Regions from separate parts of the Sus scrofa genome. Here region 1 is linked to region 2. Evidence: chromatin contacts called from public Hi-C data. All regions are on one chromosome and are shown on one strand. The core of a region is the stretch at or near the end of the contact, and the rest is flanking DNA. Distances in the headings are between cores, read along the strand shown. Region 1 has its middle 17 kb from the start of TCF23. Region 2 overlaps CAD (CAD protein).

Region 1 (2,871 bases), core at 108-2,607, 65 kb before region 2:
CAACAGCTCTTATCCAGGGCAGTTCAAGTTTCCAGCTTTTCCCTCTTCTCAGCATCAGCCTTATTGTGCCGGTCAAAGCTACCTGCACCAACACTCCAGCACTCTCTCCTCTGAGGTCCGGGTCCCCCCGCCCCAAGCTTCTGGATTCCTGTAACTCCCACTTCTTTGTTAACTACCACCTGTGTAGGGGCTTCCTTCTGTTGCTACCTCTCTGTTTTCTGGGCCCTTTCCTTTGGCCTTTGCTGTCCTTATAATAAATTCCCTCTGTTAAAAATAACTGGTTAAGGATCCAGCGTTGCCCTGAGCTGTGGTGTAGGTCATAGATTCGGCTCAGATCTGGCGTTGCTGTGGCTGTGACATAGGCCAGCAGCTGCAGTTCCAATTGGACCTCTAGCCTGCGAACTTCCATATACTGGGGGGTGTGGCCCTAAAAAACTCAATGACAACAACAATGAAAACAAAAAACCTGGCATGAGAGTTCTCTTGTGGCACATCGGATTAAGGATCTGGCATTGTTACTGCAACAGCTTGGGTTACTGCTGTGGCACGGGTTTGATCCCTGGCCCAGGAGCTTCCACATGCTGTGGGCACAGCAAAACCAACCAACCAACCAAAGATACAAACAAAAAACCCCACAAAAGCCCAAAAATAGTTGGTATGGTTTTTATGTTCCTGACTGGACCCTGAATGAGTCAAATTTCAATTCTTTTGACATCGCTCCTCTTTTTTTTTTTTTTTTTTGTCTTTTCTAGGGCCGTACCCACGGCATATGGAGGTTCCCTGGCTCGGGGTCTAATCAGAGTTGTAGCCTCCAGCCTACACAACTACACAACAACTACAGCAACGTGGGATCCGAGCCGCATCTGCGACCTACACCACAGATCACGGCAATGCCAGATCCTTAACCCACTGAGCCAAGGCCAGGGATCGAACCCGCAACCTCATGGTTCCTAGTTGGATTTGTTAACCACTGAGCCACGATGGGAACTTGGACCACTCCTCTTTTAAATAGGGAACCTGCAGGCTATGACAAGTTTCCCAGATCCTCACAGCCTGGCCTGGTTGATTTTGGGTGGCGTCTTGACATGGTCACAGCAATCACCCAGAGCCAAAGAGCAGAGTACCTTGAGTATCCATCTACAGCTGTGACTGCCTGCCAGGAGGACAGTGACAGTCACGCCAGCCCTTAGGGACCTTCTCTGGCTGGCTGGTTTTTCTCCTGTGAGCGTGCCTGGGCAGATGGCCTCTTTCCTAAGGCTCTCCTCAGAGAAGTTGCTGAGGAAACTGAATCTGAGGGCATCAGACTCGGGAGGCTCCCTGCTGTTACCATGGCCACCATTGTGTATGTGTGTTTAATAACGTCACTGTAAGGGCTGATTCTTTAACCAGATTGTAAACATGTGTGCAGAGCTTGCCTGGCAAATGAGCTAGAAGGTTGTGTAATTGGTGAGCAAAACAACGGGAGGTGAGACCTTAATGGGCCGTGATCTTTCAGTGCTCTTTCCCTGGCAGGCTTGTAGCCACCGTTACGAGCTATTATAAAAGCCACTCCACCCTCCGTCGTCTCGCAAAATAACCGCATGGGATATAATTTTCCTAACCCGCTTAAGTACACACCTCGACAGATCCCACCATTTAAATCTGTGTCTAAATGAAGCAGAACACAAGCCGCTTATTCAAAAATCTATTTTTATTTACACTTTCAGCCAGACTCTTTTCATCAGAGTTTCCTATGGTACACAGTCTAAATGCCAATCCTTTGGTCCTGCCCGGAGACATTATCTAATACCTTGGGGATCTCAGCTCTTGGCCTCCCCAAATGCAATCAATTTCCTATCCCCTCACTGCAGCCACTCGCTCTGACAGTCATACCCTTTACCTTGTCATGACCAAGAACAATTACCAATAATCTCTATTTCTTCCGTTTTTTTCTTTTTTTCTTTTTGACCTTTCGGGCCGCACCAGCAGCATACGGAAGTTCCCAGGCTAGGGGTCAAATCAGAGCTGTAGCTGCCCTTTGCAGGGCCCTTGTACAACTTGAACTTCGTCCTCCTTTTGGATGGGCATGGGTGGAACATAGCACTTCTGTCTCAGCTCTTTAGAAAGAGGGGAAGAAGGCACAGTCTTCCTGTGAACATGGGAAGGTACATTGCATTGCCTTCTTGCTTTGATCAGAAGTCACGAGGGGATTGAATTCACTTTGGCCCCTGGCGCTTCAGTGATGGCTGCAAAAGGGAAGCGCCCAGGGTTCATGTCTATGGTCTGGTCTTAGGGCTGGTTTTGTTTTTTGCATCATTTGACCCTTCAGACAACCCTGTCCTTCTTGAAACAGTTTTCCCCTCTAGGCTCCTTAATCAGTTGCTCCTTCTCAGTTTTCTTCCTGGCTCCTCCCCCTCTTCTGCTTATAAATTTGAAAGTAGCAGGGAGAAAATTAGCAAGGCAAGAGCCACTACAAGTAAATTGAAAAGGTGAATGACAAACTGGACAAGAGTATTCATAGCTCAGGTCATGGAAATGGTGACGATATCACTAATATTCAAAGAGCGTCTAGAAATTGATAAGGAAAAAAACCAACAACTCAATAGAAAAGTGGAGAAAGAATATGAACAGACAGATCTCAGGAAAGGGAATCAAATACCTTTTAACATACAAAGAGAGCAGCATATTCATTAATAATAAAGAGAAATTAGAGTTCCTTAGTGGACTACTGTTTAAGGATTTGGCATTGTCGCTGCTGTGGCTCAAGTTCAATCCCCGGCCCAGAAACCTCTACATGCCTTGGACACAGCCAGATAAAAATATATTAATAACAAAAATAATAAAGATATATATGTATGGCTGGGTCACTTTGCTGTACAGCAGAAATTGATA
Region 2 (2,797 bases), core at 176-2,675:
CCTGGGGGCAGGGACAGCATCAGGCAGTGTAGACGGTCCTAAGAGCTAGGGCCAGGGCTGAGATCTCTGAGAGCTGAGTGTACCCTGGGATGCAGCCTCCTGCCTCTCCTGAGTGCCTTTAGCAGTGACCTGGTCCATGGGACCCTCCTTTGGCAGGTGTGTAACATGGAGAACCTAGATCCACTTGGCATCCATACTGGGGAGTCTATAGTGGTGGCTCCAAGCCAGACGCTGAATGACAGGGAGTACCAGCTCCTGCGGCAGACGGCCATCAAGGTGACTCAGCACCTCGGAATCGTCGGCGAGTGCAACGTGCAGTATGCCCTGAACCCTGAATCTGAGCAGGTGCGACTTCAGGCCCTGGAGCCGAGAACTCCAGCTGTAGGACCTCCTGCCGCAGCCTTTGCCCTGGGCAGCGGGAGGTCCCGTAGCTGGAGTTCTCGGCTCCATGGCCTGGCGTAGAAGCTGGGATTATCTTTGGTAGGGGTGGGTCTTGGGTTGGGGGGTACAGCTTTTTTTTTCCTGCTTTTCTGCGTCCTCTACCAGGCAGGCCATTCCGGCCAGTTACCTGGTCACTCTCTGTTCTCTCTCTCTGCAGTATTACATCATGAGGTGAATGCCAGGCTCTCCCGCAGCTCCGCCCTGGCCAGTAAGGCCACGGGCTATCCACTGGCCTATGTGGCAGCCAAGCTGGCTTTGGGCATCCCTCTGCCTGAGCTCAGGTACCGGGGCTGGGGAGAGGTCAGGGAGGGGAGGCGGGCGGGGAGCCGAAGAAAACATTTGCGGGACGGGGAATAAGAAGAGGACATCGGCCTGGATGTGAGGGACGGGGAGAATCAGCTGGAAGCTCACCATTTACGTCTCCTGCTCTGTTCCTCTGCCCCCCCCTGCACACACACCTGATGGCTGCCAGGAACTCGGTGACGGGGGGAACAGCAGCCTTTGAACCCAGTCTGGATTACTGTGTGGTGAAGATTCCTCGCTGGGACCTCAGCAAGTTCCTCCGCGTCAGCACGAAGATCGGGAGCTGCATGAAGAGCGTAGGTGAGAGGCACGGCCCAAGAGACCCCGCCGCAGACCCCCTCGCGGGGCCCCCCCGCAGGACCTCAGAAATGAGCCAGTTCCCTGGCAGGGCCTTCCAGCGCCTGTGTGAGCAGCTTCTTGGGAACACGGTTTCTCAGAGCGCGAAACAGGGCCGTTTCCAGCGAAGAGAGCAGTCCTCCCAGGGTGGGGAGCAGAGGCGTCTGGCGAGCTGTGTCAGAATACACTTGCCACCTCCACTCCCCAGATGGTACCCGGGATGGGGTGGTAGCCATCAGACGCACTTGACAAATGAGTAAGCAGGTGCCCGCAGAGGAAAGTGATGTGGCTGAGGAGAGAGAGGGCAGAGCCAAGGCGTGAAAACTAGCCAAGAAGCACGGTGCCTCTTCCTCTGTTAACGCGACGCTGCCTGTCGTGGGTGAGACCGGTTCCATGAAACTCCACCCACAGCACACATGGCATTTTGCCCGTGGCCTCATCACCAGGCTGCGAGTGCCAGTGACGGTTTGTTCTCCCTGCCAGTTTAAATACCGATGCTTCGGGGAAAGGACGACCGCTGTTTTCCTGTGAAAGCTTCCAAGTCCAGGTCAGCGCAGTGGCAGCCAAGCCGAGCGTGTCTCCTTCTCCGGGCACGTCCTGCTGCGGTCATGAAATGAAGTGTTTATTAAGTGTTTTTTAATACGGCGTTTAAGATCAGAGCAGGGAGTTCCCGTCGTGGCGCAGTGGTTAACGAATCCGACTAGGAACAATGAGGTTGCGGGTTTGATCCCTGCCCTTGCTCAGTGGGTTAATGATCTGGCGTTGCCGTGAGCTGTGGTGTAGGTTGGACCCCTAGCCTGGGAACCTCCATATGCCGCGGGAGCGGCCCAAGAAATAGCAAAAAGACAAAAAAAAAAAAAAAAAAAAAAAAAAAGATCAGAGCAGGACATCAGAAACCTTTGCGTAAAAACGAGGACATTTAGCAGTGACCCACGGATGGGTGTGACGGTCAGCCTCCGTGCAGCGGTAGAGCAGGCCTTAGAGTGACCCCTGCCGTTGCCTTCATTTGGCCTCCAAAACATTTCCACTAAAATGAATATGTGCACGCACCAACTTGCCACCAGCCAAGGATAATAGCATTTCATTGTGCTCCAAATTTCCATTAAGAGCAATAGTAGCCTTTAAAGATGGAAGTCTAAGCTCACATATTATTCCAGAATTTTTAGAACTTTTAAAAGACTGCCAAGTTGTTCCTTCTGGAGATGAATTTCTGTTATATGAAAATTATAATAAACATGGGAATGAAGCCATAAATTGCAGCTAAAAGAAGTGGATTGAAACTAGGACAACCAAAGATTGATTCCTAGAAGAGACATTTAAGTCTTTCCATCTCCTTGAGTATTCTTGGAATGTGATCTTCTTTGGTAACTTTTGTAACTTTTATTATACAAGATACATGAATCACTGAGAAATTAGAAAAGATAATTTAACTAGAAAAGAGTAATCACCTGTTATCTTTTCACATAGAATAGTTTGAGGATATGACTCCAGAATTTTTTAGGCTTGCGTGAATGAGTGTATGGGTTTCTCTTTCACCCAAGGGTCACACCCGCAGCATATGGAGGTTGCCAGGCTAGGGATTGAATCGGAGCTACAGCTGCCGGCCTACGCCATAGCCACAGCCACGCCAGATCGAGCCACATCTGCGACCTACACCACAGCTCATGGCAACACCGGATCCTTAACCCACTGAGCGATGCCAGGGATCAGACCCGCA

Evidence for each region. Hi-C and Micro-C count contacts between places; a contact is called where the count stands out from the background.
Region 1: a contact with region 2 is called in a Hi-C map of liver, with 4 times the contacts expected there. The contact joins two enhancer-like sites. A contact is called at or near these places in 1 of 5 promoter capture datasets (liver), 7 of 47 Hi-C or Micro-C datasets (alveolar macrophages, embryonic fibroblasts, liver and 1 more) and 1 of 2 datasets of contacts at active chromatin or transcription factors (skeletal muscle).

What each region holds. Positions count from the first base shown.
Region 1 is chr3:111,965,052-111,967,922 of Sscrofa11.1, reverse strand. No RefSeq gene overlaps it. Among named protein-coding and RNA genes, the nearest start is that of TCF23, 17 kb to the left of the region's middle. Within about 2 kb of position 1,357, at least 29 of the 83 cell types and tissues checked have an H3K27ac peak or open chromatin away from gene starts, as enhancers often do. A contact at or near this core is called in liver and skeletal muscle, where this site is marked.
Region 2 is chr3:111,899,964-111,902,760 of Sscrofa11.1, reverse strand. It overlaps CAD (CAD protein), which reads left to right. Exons shown (of 46, transcript XM_021087696.1): 14 at 157-345; 15 at 599-605; 16 at 608-722; 17 at 914-1,044. Among named protein-coding and RNA genes, the nearest start is that of CAD, 13 kb to the left of the region's middle. Within about 2 kb of position 1,425, at least 3 of the 83 cell types and tissues checked have an H3K27ac peak or open chromatin away from gene starts, as enhancers often do. A contact at or near this core is called in liver and skeletal muscle, where this site is marked.